Linked DNA regions of Mus musculus: regions 1, 2, 3 and 4 are each linked to region 5. Evidence: chromatin contacts called from public promoter capture Hi-C data. All regions are on one chromosome and are shown on one strand. The core of a region is the stretch at or near the end of the contact, and the rest is flanking DNA. Distances in the headings are between cores, read along the strand shown. Region 1 holds the start of 4930502E09Rik (RIKEN cDNA 4930502E09 gene). Region 2 holds the start of Ggnbp2os (gametogenetin binding protein 2, opposite strand). Region 3 holds the start of Appbp2os (amyloid beta precursor protein (cytoplasmic tail) binding protein 2, opposite strand). Region 4 holds the start of Ppm1d (protein phosphatase 1D magnesium-dependent, delta isoform). Region 5 holds the start of Mtmr4 (myotubularin related protein 4).

Evidence for each region. Promoter capture Hi-C pulls out the DNA fragments that hold promoters and counts their contacts. Capture Hi-C pulls out chosen DNA fragments and counts their contacts.
Region 1: a promoter capture Hi-C map of liver shows a contact between it and region 5, with 4 times the contacts expected there. The contact joins the promoter of 4930502E09Rik here to the promoter of Mtmr4 in region 5. A contact is called at or near these places in 2 of 39 promoter capture datasets (liver and pre-B cells).
Region 2: a promoter capture Hi-C map of liver shows a contact between it and region 5, with 2.4 times the contacts expected there. The contact joins the promoter of Ggnbp2os here to the promoter of Mtmr4 in region 5. A contact is called at or near these places in 4 of 39 promoter capture datasets (the 3T3-L1 cell line, liver and pre-B cells) and 1 of 9 other capture datasets (adipose tissue).
Region 3: a contact with region 5 is called in a promoter capture Hi-C map of pre-B cells, with 7 times the contacts expected there. The contact joins the promoter of Appbp2os here to the promoter of Mtmr4 in region 5. A contact is called at or near these places in 2 of 39 promoter capture datasets (liver and pre-B cells) and 1 of 115 datasets of contacts at active chromatin or transcription factors (astrocytes).
Region 4: a promoter capture Hi-C map of liver shows a contact between it and region 5, with 4 times the contacts expected there. The contact joins the promoter of Ppm1d here to the promoter of Mtmr4 in region 5. A contact is called at or near these places in 2 of 39 promoter capture datasets (liver and pre-B cells) and 1 of 9 other capture datasets (liver).

Annotation. Positions count from the first base shown.
Region 1 is chr11:84,827,732-84,830,431 of GRCm38.p6, reverse strand. 4930502E09Rik (RIKEN cDNA 4930502E09 gene) reads right to left here and starts at 1,254. Exons shown (of 3, transcript NR_046281.1): 1 at 1,020-1,254; 2 at 390-530. It overlaps Dhrs11 (dehydrogenase/reductase (SDR family) member 11), which reads left to right and starts at 1,429. Exons shown (of 7, transcript NM_177564.5): 1 at 1,429-1,681. The coding sequence starts at 1,535.
Region 2 is chr11:84,868,644-84,871,343 of GRCm38.p6, reverse strand. Ggnbp2os (gametogenetin binding protein 2, opposite strand) reads right to left here and starts at 1,339. Exons shown (of 2, transcript NR_131201.1): 1 at 1,248-1,339; 2 at 1-140. It overlaps Ggnbp2 (gametogenetin binding protein 2), which reads left to right and starts at 554. Exons shown (of 14, transcript NM_001364114.1): 1 at 554-739; 2 at 1,272-1,467. The coding sequence starts at 1,375.
Region 3 is chr11:85,233,863-85,236,562 of GRCm38.p6, reverse strand. Appbp2os (amyloid beta precursor protein (cytoplasmic tail) binding protein 2, opposite strand) reads right to left here and starts at 1,397. Exons shown (of 4, transcript NR_028329.1): 1 at 1,231-1,397. Appbp2 (amyloid beta precursor protein (cytoplasmic tail) binding protein 2) reads left to right here and starts at 1,443. Exons shown (of 13, transcript NM_025825.3): 1 at 1,443-1,891. The coding sequence starts at 1,754.
Region 4 is chr11:85,309,817-85,312,516 of GRCm38.p6, reverse strand. Ppm1d (protein phosphatase 1D magnesium-dependent, delta isoform) reads right to left here and starts at 1,263. Exons shown (of 6, transcript NM_016910.3): 1 at 594-1,263. The coding sequence starts at 1,044.
Region 5 is chr11:87,590,788-87,593,487 of GRCm38.p6, reverse strand. It overlaps Mtmr4 (myotubularin related protein 4), which reads right to left and starts at 1,322. Exons shown (of 19, transcript NM_133215.2): 1 at 1,238-1,322; 2 at 55-99. The coding sequence starts at 57.

The DNA of each region.
Region 1 (2,700 bases), core at 5-2,504, 2.8 Mb after region 5:
TTGTTTTGTTTTGTTTGAGACAGGGTTTCTCTGTAGCCCGGGTTGACCTGGAACTCACTGTACACCAGGCTGGCAACAAACTCAAGAGATCTGCCTGCTGAGTGCTGAATCAAAGGCATGTACCACCAGCTGGCATTATCAGGCATGTATGGGTACACTGTTGGTGTCTTCAGACACACCAGAAGAGGGCATCGGACCTTTTTCGATAGTTGTGAGCCACCACCATGTGCTTGCTGGGAATTGAACTCGGGACCTCTGGAAGAGCAGCTAGTGCTCTTAACTGCTGAGCCATCTCTCTAGCCTTCATCACACTTCTCTTTTTTTTGTTTGTTTTGTTTTGTTTTGTTTTGTTTTGTTGTTTTTCACACTTAATGTGCCAGTATACTTACTGTGTTTGAGAAAGGGGCTCATGTTTCAGTTGGCCTGGAATTCACTCTCTACTAAAGGATGGCCTTGAACTCGTGGACCTGTCTCTTATGTCCCCTTACCGGCTTGTGCCACCATGCCTTGTGGTAGAGCTCTGTTGGCTCCTGCACAAAAGAAAAACAAAAATATTGTTTTTGTTGTTTTTTTCGAGACAGGGTTTCCCTGTATAGCCCTGGCTGTCCTGGAACTCACTCTGTAGACCAGGCTGGCCTCAAACTGAGAAATCCACCTGCCTCTGCCTCCCGAGTGCTGGGATTAAAGGCATGAGCCACCACGCCCGGCTCAAAAATCTTATAAGGGTATATTATGCATGCTGTTTAAAGTTATGGCTACCACGTGATATTCAAGTTGTCAGCTTCTGCGGGTGACTATTGATGTACATCGTGTAACATTTGCGCCGTTGTAGGACTGGGAGTGGTTGATGTCAAGGACGGTTGAAGACGTGGTGCCATTTAGGTGTAGAGTACTTGGGTATTTTAACCATTTACTTGGCCAGTGAAGCCAAAGGATCAGGTACAGTGAACAATAACCCTTCCTCAGGTCAACTGGCCTTGATGGCAGAGGCCCTTAAGCTTTTTGGATTGAATCCTTACTGTCAGTCACCAGTGGTTTGGGAGGGCACTGGAGTAACCTTTAGATCCCCCATCCTGTCCTCAGGCCTTTGGAAGTAGGGCTGATTGAGCAAAGGAGGCCTTGAGTGCGTGCGAGCGTGCGTCCTCTTCCTCGCAGATGGAGGCTCTCCACCGCAAAGGGAAGCGCTCACGGTAAAAGCAACTCCACCGGCTGTCAGGCCCCACTTCCGCGGTGGGCCCCTATCCTCAAGGCTGTGCGGTTTCCGCCTGTCGCGGGAAGGACGGGCTCGTGCGCGGGCGTGGGCGTGTCCGGAAAAGGTGGCCACTCGGACGCCATGTGGCCCAATGCGGAGGTCCCGAGGGCGGAGCCCGGGCCGGAGGCCGGGCCAATAGTGGGTGGGTCTAGGCGCAACTCCAAGTTGCCGGCGTCCCCCACTGCAGTGACCAGGGAGCCACCGATCTTCAGTAACCCCAGACTAAGCTCCCCGCTCCCAGTGCCTGGTTCGCCGAACGAGGTGGGCAGACGGCTCGGGACCATGACTAGAGCTGGCATGGAGCGGTGGCGCGACCGGCTGGCACTGGTGACGGGAGCCTCGGGGGGCATCGGTGCGGCCGTGGCCCGGGCATTAGTCCAGCAGGGACTGAAGGTTGTGGGTTGTGCCCGCACCGTTGGCAACATCGAGGTAAGGCTCCGCCAGGCAGCGGGGACGCTCTTGGGGGAGGGGGGAGTACGTCGTTTCCATGGGGCAGGGCTTTGAGTGAGGGGAGGGAGAGTTGCCGTGGCCGGAGCCAGAGACCCTGCTCTTTTTGAGCCTACTACCCTAGGGCCATTTGCAACGGCCTTGAGAGCAGGAGTGCTGTTTAGTAGCGAGAGGACCTAAGTTCTCTCTAAGTTCTATTTTTATAAGAGCCATTCACTCCTGATAGTTCGTGTCGCAGCAGAGTACCAAATCCTGACCCCTGGTATTCTCTTCCCTTACCCCTGCCATCTTGTGCCCCCTATACTGGCAGGTGAAAGAGGAAGCCAGAGGTCAAGGGCTAGCTAGGCAGCCAGGGAGAAGGGGGAAAAAAAGAAAAGAAAAAAAAAAAAAAACTGGCTAGTCTAAGTGACTAGGTTAGTTTCATCTTGTCCCCAAACCTCACCCAAGCCACACCGAGTAAAGTGCTGGCCAACCAATGAACAAGAAGCTAGTGTTTGACCCATGACTGAGGGTGAGGTTAGGGTGGAAGCTAGCTCTCCTTTTAATTCAAATCTGAGCTCAACTCACATGCCATGAGCCTAAAGAGTGAATGGAATATTTACTTGTAGATCTCTTTCTCTCTCTCTCTCTCTCTCTCTCTCTCTCTCTCTCTCTCTCTCTCTCTCTCTTTTCTGATTCATTTTCCTAGGTGGGACTGAGTAGGTGAAATAGGGCATTAAACCTGTAAGTCTTGAGAAAATAAAATGTTACGGATCCAGAACTCCCTAGTTTTTCTCTTAACATTCTTTTGGGGGTTCCTGGAGTTATGAGCAGCATCAGATCAGAAAAGATAGGGAGGAGATGCCATTTGGGAGAAGACAAGAGAAATTCCCATTATTTGCCCTGGCAGGACCACCTGCAGGGCTCTATCTTCACCATGGCTCAAAGTCCTCTGACAGAAAAGGGTAAGGAGGCCTTGGGTGGAGGCAAAGGGAGAAGTTGTTGCAGGAAGGAGGACTGTC
Region 2 (2,700 bases), core at 90-2,589, 2.7 Mb after region 5:
GTCTATTGTAACAACAGATCCTGCACATATTTTCCATCCATCTTGCTGCAGTCCCCATAAGGCGGCCGGCTCTGGGTGAGTCAGGGTAGCAGAGCCCTTTCCTCCAGTCTTACAGGGGTGGAAGTCCGCATGTGTGCAACCTGGAAAACAAGGTCAAAGGTCTCTGCAGTGTCCATTCTCCTAGACCTCGACAGCGCCAGCTCTTCATCGCTCACCCAAGTCTTATCTGGGTTCCCCCCCCCCCCCAGTGGGCTTTCCACCCCACCGGTCTCCAGAGAGCAGATCCCGGGTCGTCACTGGCAGGGACCCCGGCTGCTCCTGCTGGGCCTCCCCACTGGCCCTATTTTCACGCTCGTTTTGGTAAATCCGGGGCACCACGCAGGTCAGCCGAGCGCGACAGCACAGGGGGTTCCCCCCACCCGTACAAGCCGATTTCGAAAGTCGGGACACGAGCGAGGCGGCCGCGGTCTCGCGAGAAGAGGCAGGCCCCGCCTGGAGTTCGCGGCCCCCCCTCCCCGGCCCCACCCTCCCCACGTCCCCCGCCCTCCCTCCCACACTCCCCGTGGCGCGAGCGGCTGACTGAGCCTGGAGAGGAAACGGCAATCGCAGCCGCGCTCCCGCCCAGGCCGGCCCTGACGCGGGCCTCGTCAGCCGGTAACGGGGAGCAGAGGTGGGGGTCAGGGAGGCGTCCTCGAAGTCAGTGAAGGTCAGAACCGAGAGCTCTCTCTCTCCGACCCGGGTGAGGACTGGGGTCTGAGCTCGCCCCCACCCCAACTCTGCAGAGCCGAGGCAGGGTCGACCCCTCCCAGGGGCGGGGTGGCGCCGGGCAACTGCAGCCTAGGGGGCCACCCTGGGCGGGGCGCTCAGCCAGGAGAGAAGGGGTCAGCGGCAGGGGGTGCGGGCTTGGGCTGTGTAGCCGAGGCGGGGATGGGCTTCTGGAGCCCGGACTCCCGAGCTGGGCGGGGATGTCCCGGGGCCAGCAGGTCCTTTTCCGCCTCTCCTTTGGACCCTGACTGGAGGCCGGCGGGCGGGGGGGGGGGGGGTGGGTGGGTGGGGAGGGGGGGTCTGGGTGGGGGAGGGCAGGCGGCGCGAGGGGGCGGGTCCCGGCGCTGCGGGGCGCTGATTGGCTGAGCGCGTGTGGAATCGGGTGATGGGAAACGCAGCGCGGCTCTCCTGTCCTCTCTCGCTCCGCGCCCCCCCACCCCTTTCACCCGTGGCGAATGTGCTGCGAGGTGGCGGGTGCTTACGCTCGCGGGGTTTGGCTGTTGCAGGCAGGAGCTGGGAGGAGGCAGCAGCAGCGGCGGCGGCAGGAGCAGCGGCGGCGGCAGCAGCTGGGAGGAGGTGGTGACGGTGGCAACGGCAGCGTCGGGGACGATGGCGCGACTGGTGGCAGTGTGCAGGGACGGGGAGGAGGAGTTCCCCTTCGAGAGGAGGCAGATCCCCCTCTACATAGACGACACCCTGACGGTGAGCGAGCGGGCTGAGCGGGCCGGGCCGGGATGGGCCCGCTGCTCCCCGGCCTGGCAGCTGTTTCCCCTCCCCCAGGCCGAGCGCTGCGCACTGGAGAAAGAGTGTGTTGCAACTCCTAGGCGAGGCCGCCTCTCCGATGGGCCCCACGAACTCGCCATTGCAGCGGGGCCTCTCGGTACCCTTGGCAGGCCCCAGATCCAGCGCCCCGAAGGCACTTGGAGGTCCCCTGCTCGGGTCTTCCTCCCTCTCCGAACCTTTGGCCTTTAGGCCTGCCTTTGAGACGCTGTTTGCCTAAGCACGCGCCGGGGAGAAGGGTTGAAGGAGCTGGGGCGTTTAGGGCCTGTCCTCTCCAGAAAGCACTTACCCTCCGGGAGGCTCAATTAGTTGAAAATGTCGCAGCTGCATTGTTACCTGTGTGTTTCCCGTTTGAACACTGTAGCTATCTCTACATAAGTGTAATTACTGAGGGCAGAGTGACATTCTCTTGCACAGCGAAGATTCCACCTAAATGATTTGATTTCCTAATACGTCTCACATTGCCTAGTACATTATAATTCTTGAAATGGTTGGGTTAAGCCATGACTCTTCAAAATGGGCCTTCGTGGCATTTTTTTGGTTTACAAGTAGCCCAAGACCAAGTTATTGACTGTAAAGTAGTATGAAGAACTGACTGCTCATTGTGGATAGAAAAACACAAACGTGGGAAGATGGTTGTTTTAAGACTTGGTGTTGGTATACCTTTGCCGACCCCTCTACCCGGTGTTGTAGTACTGTTTCCTTTAAAAGGAAATGGCAGAAATTTGAGTTGATTCTGAGCAGGAAGTAAATGCAGTTGCTTACCACAGTTAAATGAACCTTCTCCGAACAAGTTTTGAAATCTTCATTTTGATGCTGACGCTCCTGGATTTTGCACTCGCCCATTGTGATCTGATGTAGATAAGTCTTCCAGCCTTTGACTTTTTTTCCACTCAAAGGCAGATCGGTTATCTTCCTGAAAAAAAAAAAAGTGTAGTTATGTACTGAAGGTTTTAGCATTTTATGTAAAATGCAAGTCATTGTGGAGATGCCAGTCTGAGCCTTTTTGCCAGTCTCAAGAGCTTCAGTACTTTTAAAAAATTAGGGAAGCTATTGACTGGTTCACTTCGATGGAACTTTGCAATGGAAAGCATGCTTTAAAAAAATAGTCTAATGATTTGACATAAAGTAGAATTTATATTAGAAATTACTTGT
Region 3 (2,700 bases), core at 148-2,647, 2.4 Mb after region 5:
CCCCCACCCCCTGTCTTGGGAGATAGAGAATCAGTGCAAGTTTAAATCCAAAGCTAACAAGTTATTGTTCCAGGCCAGCCATGCCCATAAGTAGGACCCTGACTCAAAATCAATCATCAATCAATCAATCAAAGGGTGTTTTAGAGGTTTCTATGTTTTTTTTTTAAACTTGATAAATCTGTCAACCCTATTTTGAGGCTGACTACAGCTTTCCCAGGTTTGTCAATTATAGCCTAAGAAATCACAGGACTGAAGAAGTTTAAATGTGTGTATGGTTAATCAGTTTCACTGGATTTAAAGTGCATTTCTCCATTTGTTTGACATGCATTCTCAGACTACTAGAAGAATTTGGTAGGCAAGCCAAAACATTTAATAGATTCTTTTTTTTTTCAATGCAAAAATGGGGAAACGGGGCTTGAATGATTGCTCAGTAAAAAAATGCTGGCAACTACCTTTGATCCCAGCACTAGCGAGGCAGAGGCAGCAAGATCTCTGTGACTTGAGGCTAGCCTGGTCTACAGATAAAGTTCTAGGAGAGCCAGGGCATGTTAAACAAATTTTTCTTCTTTTAAAAAAAAAGAAAAAAGAAAATTGTCCCAGCACTCGGGAGGCAGAGGTAGGCAGATTTCTGAGTTCGAGGCCAGCCTGGTCTACAAAGTGAGTTCCAAGACAGCCAGGGCTATACAGAGAAACCCTGTCTCGAAAAACCAAAATTTAAAATAAAATAAAATTGGATAGGGGCTGGTGAGATGGCTCAGTTGATTAAGAGCACCGACTGCTCTTCCGGAGGTCATGAGTTCAAATCCCAGCAACTACATGGTGGCTCACAACCATCCCCAATGAAAAAGAATCTATGAGCTAGGGCTGAGCGAGTAGAGCAGGAGACAACAGGGCCAGAGCAAGAGGGACAGGCCTGGAACTCACACTGTAGACCAGGCTGGCCTGGAGCTCACAGAAATCCACCTGCCTCTGTCTCTGCAGTGCTGGGATAAAAGTGATGGGCCACCACATCCCTCAATATAGATTTTCTTTGTTTGAGACAGGGTCTCACTCCATAGACCTTGACCTCAGGAGATACCCCTGCCTCTGCCTCCCAAGCGATCCATTCCAAGTGCACCACCATGCCCCGTCCGTGCTGTGCACTTTTGTGAAAAAAAGATCAGTCCTAAAGTTCGTTGATCTAAAAGATCAATTCTTAAAGTTGAAGAGGGCTGTCGTCGAAAAACTCACTGAAACGAGACTGTGTTGGAGAGCCACAGCACGCTGGATAAAACACCACTCCAACTACCGCCCAGCTTCCCCGGTGTCTCGTCCTTTAGGAACAAGCACCCAGCGCCCCTCAGACGCTCCGCGCTCTTTCTCCGCAAGTTTTCCGCCTGCCGCATTCCTTCCCGGGCGCGTCGGCGCGTCGCGCGTTGACGTCATGACGCACACACGCAGCCCCGCCCATGCAGAGCTGAGAGCCTGGACGGAACTGGGCTCGCTCTCCTGTTGGGAATGTGAGGCTCTCGGTACGGTCGTGGTCTGCGTTCGTCCGGATCTTCCGTGGCCGCCGCTACCGCCGCTACCGCCAGCACCATCTGCCCTCAGGCCGCGCGCGCACGCAGAGGCCCGGCAGCCGGGTCCGAGAGGCGCGCGCACGCCCGCTCGCCCGCGTGGTCGCCGCCCCTCGGAAGCCTCCGGAGCCTCACACGGGTTCGCTACGGAGGGAGGCGGAGGCCTGCGGGAGGAGGCGGAGGAGGAGCGAGGGAAGATGGCGGCCGTGGAGCTCGAGTGGATCCCGGAGACGCTCTACAACACCGCCATCTCCGCTGTCGTGGACAACTACATCCGCTCGCGCCGCGACATCCGCTCCTTGCCGGAGAATATCCAGTTCGACGTTTACTACAAGGTACAGGCGATCTGTTCTATCGGACCCCGCCGCTGCTCCTGGGCCGCACCCCCTTCCACGTCCACGGCCCGGCCTGTAGCTCTCGAGGTAGCGTCGGCTGCGGTGGCCGCTTTCCGATACGCCGCCACCCCCGCGTCTGCCTCCCGGTCTGTGCGGCCCGGGGGGGTTCTTGTGTGAGAGCTATCCGCCATCCCCTTAGGGGCCCCAGGGTAGGCCTGCGGGAATGCCTGACCCAGCCGAGTCCCACCCGGTCCTCTAGTCGCTGGGGTATTTTCTGTCTTCTCTAGTGTTTGTATCAGCTGGACTTTTTTGTTCCGCTCCACCCCTAATTCTCCCTACTTTGTCATCTCGTCGATCCTCTTTACCCGAGTAACTGCTTTCTTTCTTTTTCTTTTTTTTTTCCCCTCCCTTCTCTAATCCGAGTTTCGTCCCTTTCCTTTCTTTCAATCCGAAATGATTTAGTTAGGGCTTAATGAAAATGGTCTGTGGGCTTCATTTGCATATCCTTGAAAGCTTTTTTGTGTGGTTTCTAGGTTTGTTTTGGTTTTTCGGTTTACACTTTGGGTTAAATTGGGAATTTTACTAATAGATTAGTAATAGACTGGATCTTTAGAAAGGACGCAGTGAAATTCCCTGAAAGCAAGAAGTAGAAATCTGAATTATACCAATGTGTATGAAAAGTGCGATTTTGCAGCATTCTTGCGTCGCTCCCTCTCAAAAATCTGCACAGAAAGTCCCAAGTTGCTCTCCAAGGAGTTTCAAGGGTAAGTGTTCATAGACGTGGACAATTTTTGCAGTGTTCTGAGAGG
Region 4 (2,700 bases), core at 14-2,513, 2.3 Mb after region 5:
AATTCAAGGGATTACCCCAAAACACTATCACAAAAGTAAGTTGCCTATGTTACACTTCAGCCCTTCTAAATTGACTTACATCGAGCCAGAGCCATTCAGGTCAATCTGAAGAAGTGACACCACCGGTAGGAGGCAACCAAGAGGAACAAGCCCAACAAGAACAAAATTATGACAGATGCTAAGGGAACGCTCCAATTCTTGCCACCTCCTGCTTCTTTCACCTAGCCCGTGTAGAAACGTTTCTTAAATTTATCCCTCGGTTACAATCTGGCGCCGGCATTCAAACACTTCTGAGCGTGCTGCTACCAAAGTGAATTAGCGAAGGGAGAGGGGAGACTGTTGCCCCCTGATCGTAGGAGGGAGGAGATAATGCAAGGAGCGGTTGCTGGGAGACAAGCCATCCTAGCGTTTCCGAGGCCACTCGGTGTGCCTAGAACTCCAACCATGACAGTCTTCACTCGCATCCCTTGTTGGACAGCGTCGCTTGATGGATAGCGCTCTTGGTACCGGGGAGGCCCACGCGGTGCTGATGCTATAAAAAGCCCAGGGGGATAAGGGGAGAAAAGAAAAAAAGAGGCGGGCGGGGAACTTACCCAGTTTCTTCCACATGGCGAGGTGACAGGCGAGGAAACCTTTGCGGATGGCAGCGCACACCTTGGCGGGCTCGGACGAGGTGAAGCCTTTCTGCTTCTTGATGAAACCCCACAAGTGCTCCCGGGCAAACTGTGCCGCCTCCCGACCGCCGTGCCCGTCGCACACTGCAAAGAAGGCCACCGAAGAGCGGCGGCGACAGCAGCGGCCAGCGGGTAGCGAGGCCGCGGCGTCCGGGGCAGGGTCGCGGGCCGCCGCCGGGCCTTTTTCCGATGGCCCGACGCCGGCGAGAGTGGGGGTCGCCGGCAACCCGAGCGCCCGCCGCGGTACCGGCGCCGGCTTGTCCTCCGCAGCCGGCTCGGGCTCCACCACGATCTGAGTTACGTCCTCCATGTACTTCCTCCCGCCCTGGTCCGAGAAGACGCTCACTCCCAGCGAGTACAGCCCCGCCATGGCCGGCTGCCCGGGATCCCGCCGTTCCCACGCAGCCCGCCGAATTCCGAGGCGGGAGACACACTCGCCGCTCGCCGGCCAACTATTGTTTATCTTCGACGAAGCCGAGAGTGAAGAGGAGGCGGTCCCCGCGGCGGTGGGGGGGGGCGCGTGATGTCGGGACTTGTCCGCGAGAGCTGGGCCGGTCGAGTCGCGGGCGAGAGGAGCCGAGCAGCTGCGCCTGCGCACTGAACTCGCTCCCCGCCCGCCCGCGCCCACCATACAAATCAGACGTTCTTTCCCCCCCTTTCTCCTGATGACGTCACTCGGCTCGCTGAGACAGACCAATCAGGAGTCAAGAAGAGCAAGCTCGCCCCCGCCCTCCTTCCACCCCCGCATCTCTCTGCAACCGCTGATCTCGCTCGGCCCGCCGACCGGGGGAGCGCGCTCCTTGCCCGGTTTGTTTTCTCCAGCCTAGGGCTTCTGTACCCTGGGGGTTTTCCGCTGTTACTAAGCGGCTGAAGCCTCAACCTGTCATCTTTTTTTCCCCTTAAATCCCTAACGTGAGACTTCTGGCTTTTCCCCTTTGGTCCTTTTGCAGAGCCAGTTTTGCCTCCCGCGATTGTGGAAAATTTGCAGAGGTCAAAGGTAGACTTGACCTTCCACTTATTTCAAGCGAAATGGCGCGAAAATGCCCTGCAAAGTCGTTGGTCCGTGCGCTAGACCAGCGTAGCACGCGTGAACTGGCTTGGGTGGGACTTGTCCGGCTGGGAGTTAAGGGAAGCAGTCGGGTTTACTTAAGAAGACTTGGAATTTTCCACCGCCAGTTGCACAGCCCTGTTTTCCGCGATAACGTTAGGTCGGAGACCTGTCGGCGAGTTTAATTCCTAACACTTTACAGCCCTTTTTTTTTTTTAAGTATTTTGCATATTTCTTCCTCTTTTCAGCGTCGTTAATACTTTTTCGGACTCGTCTTGAATACAGCTATTACTGCAGAATCTAAGTTACCGTTTGGAAAAGGAGCATACAACAGGATCTCCATGCCCTAAAGACACGGTTATTTCCCTCCGTTCACAGAAGTTGACAGTCCCAACAACAAAATGAATGCTTTTAGACTGATTTCCACGAAATTGAAATAAGTTCTCGAGTGATCAACTTAATATTTTCTTAGCACCATATTCTTTTGAGGGAGTCAACGTGTTCCTTTATTATTTTCTGTACAGCCTTTGAGATTTCACAAAAAGCGTAATGGAAACTTATTTACAGCAGCATGGGAAATGCAAACAACAAGGAAAGGCTTTATGCTGGCCTGCCTTTCAACAACAGTTTCTATACCTCCCAAGACAATTCCTTTTAAAATTGTCATTAAATATTTATTTCATTTTCATTATGTGTGTATCTCTGTGGATGTTGTGTGGAGTCCCAACCCTCCGCCTACAACTGGAGTTACAGGTGGTTGTGAGCCAGATAGGCGCTCCAAACCAAAAAGCAGTGCAGGCTCTTAACCACTGAGCCATCTCTCCACTCCCCTAAAACAGCATTCTGAAATAACTGGGCCTTAACTTTTTTTAATTACTTTTTTTTTATGTACATTGGTGTTTTGCCTGTATGTGTGAGGGAGTCAGATTTCCTGGAACAGAAGTTACATACAGTTGTGAGCTGCCTTGTAGGTGCTGA
Region 5 (2,700 bases), core at 73-2,572:
AGTCAGACTGGAGGATGAGACACACAGTGGTATGAGGGAAAAGGAGCTACTCACCATTCTACCTTGGCGAGGGTCCTGGCTGCCTGCTCCTGCTCGTCACTAAAGGAGACAGAACACAAGAGGAAAGTGCACGGTCATTAACATCACCATAGAATCAACGATTGTCACACGGGTCTACCCCTGAACTTCTCTGCAACTCATTTTCCTCCACCACAGAGGATCCGGCGTCTCAAAAAGTCACCACACCAGTCAGGCAATGGAAGAAGCAACAAGTGACCCTGCCCGGTGAGAATTCCACCACAAAAGTTCCTGAGCAAGGCTAAGTATCATCCTAGCTTACTCAGCAGAACTCAAACGTTCTGATCCCCACACCCAGCAGTAGAGCACTCCAAACCCTGCTCTCTACAAAAGAGAAGAAATTCCAACTCTGAAGAGACAAAGACTGCCCAACTGGGACTCACTTTTGGCCCTGGTAGGGGCATGAATCCACAGGGCAGTTCGGCCAGTCTCTGAGTCTAGGAGTAGCACCCACCTGACCTGTTACTGGGGGCAGAGTCCAGAGCAGAGGACAAGAGGGAGAGGACCACAACCTGTGATAAAAGAGCAGCAGGGTTGGCCCGGTCCTGCTGAGCATACTTGAGACCAAGTAGGTGAAGGTTTGAGGGAGGAGGCCACACAACAGGAGCAGAATTAGGCCAGTCCGGCCTGGGAGACAACATCTGTCAAATGGGTCGAATTAACAAGGATTTCAAGTTAAGGCCTCCTGGGCCCACTTAGGGAGCCAGGTCTGAATTTCACCGACACTCCTTCATGTTTGGTATGCTCGAGGGGTGTGCAGCAGAGCCCCATAGGAGGCTACGGCGATTAAAGCCTCCATTGTGATCCTACCAACCTTCCCTCCCTCACGGGGGAGCCCGCAAGCGGCCAGCCGGAGGTGCTGCCTCACGGCTCCCTGGCTCGCGGCCTGAGAAACAGAGAGAGGAAGGGAGCGACAAGGACCAGGCCTAGGAGGCCCAGGGTTCTCACAGTTAGGGACTCTGGTCTTAGGGTGGGGGGTGGGGGAGGATGGGCTAAGCAGCCAGGAGATCCAGGTGCCCAGGTTTTAGGGGCGGGGCCAAGGCCTCGGAGGCGGAGCCCCAAATGACAGAGGGCGGGACTCAAGAGAGCCGGCGAGGGCCGGGCAGGACTTGGTCGTTGTGGTTCCCAGGCTGGCAGTGCACGGGGTACAGTGACTCACCCAGGCGGCGTCCGCCCGACCCTCCAAAGCCGCGCTCTCACCACTTCCGTCTCCCGCAGCTGCTGAGGCCGCGCAGCTCGAACCCCACCACGGTCCCTTGTCCCCAACCAATCGTATCTCTAGCCTCTACCCGCCCTGGCCAATAGCCACGCGAAGTCCCGCCCTGCCTCACCACGCAGCCGCCGCCCTCACTCTCCACGCTGCTCACTGGTCCAGTGGGCAGACGCCCTCTCAGCTTGTAACCTATCCGGCACCCGGAGACCAGACAGTACCCGGAGGGAGGAGGCTTGGCGCCAGAGAGCAGACACGACCAATAGGAAATCACAGCGCGTCCCTCTGGCAGCCAATGGGAGAGGAGTAAGAGGGGTCGCAGCCTAGGGCTCCGGGGACAGGAAGTACGGCCGCCCGTCGCCTACTGGTAGCGCAACTGGGGGGCGGGACATTGCAGGGAATGGTAGCAGTCACTTCCGGTGACGACCCCGCCCGAGAGGTAGTTCGCAAATGACCTCGCGGTGGCTCAGCGTTTTAACCCAGTGGTGTTTCTGTTTTGCTCCAGTAATGCGAGAAAGGAAGGGTAGCATGCCGGCTAGGAAAGGGGAAGGTCCCTTCCCAAACTCTCGGTTCCATCACTCTCGTGTTTCGTCGCCCGGTCGATGGAAAAGAAAATCCTGGATTTTTTTTTTTTTTTTTTGTCTGCGAAAGAGAAGAGCTGGGTTCGGGAACTGCTGAAGCCACAGGAATGGAAAACGTGAAAGACCCTCCTAGAAGGCCTGGGAGGAAGGAGCTCTCGGACTGGCAGCGCTGGCGGTTCCCTTTGCGTATCTGGACTGGTTGTTAACGACCGACCAACCTTGCCGTCCTTCGAGACCTGCATTGCCGCCAGTCCAGAGTCTCTCAGCCAAGAGAGAAAAACTGGGTCTGACTGCCATTAGCTAGCTGCGGCTTCTTAGTCTGTAAAAGGGGTAGAGGGACAAGACTGAAGCGCCTGGAGCCAGCACCGGGACGCAGGTCACCAGTAACGCTGGAGGTCTCCGTGATCCGCGCCACTACTAACCAAACTGAAGTGGCAAAGAGTCCTATTCTCGGCGGATAGTCCGAGTCCTGGAGTGGGTCTAGGCCCTGAGATCCTAGGCTAGTGTCCTCACGTCTTGGTTTCTGAAGTACTTACAGTTACTAAGTCATAGGAAAACAGAAATCTCTCCTGAGTTCACTGTTTTAGTTACAGGGTCTAGAACCCGGGTCTAACCTAGCGCATGCGTGATACTGAGCTCCTTGGAGACTATGGCATTTTGTTTTTCCCTATGTCCCAGCACTCTAATTACAGGACCTTCAGAATTTGTTCAGCACTGTACCACAAGCTTCCTGGAATTTGGAGCTTAATTCTGCATATCTATTTACCCAAATCTGGGGAAAGGCGGAAATCAGAGGTTGCCAGGTAGTTAATACCTTGTTTTTCCCAAGAG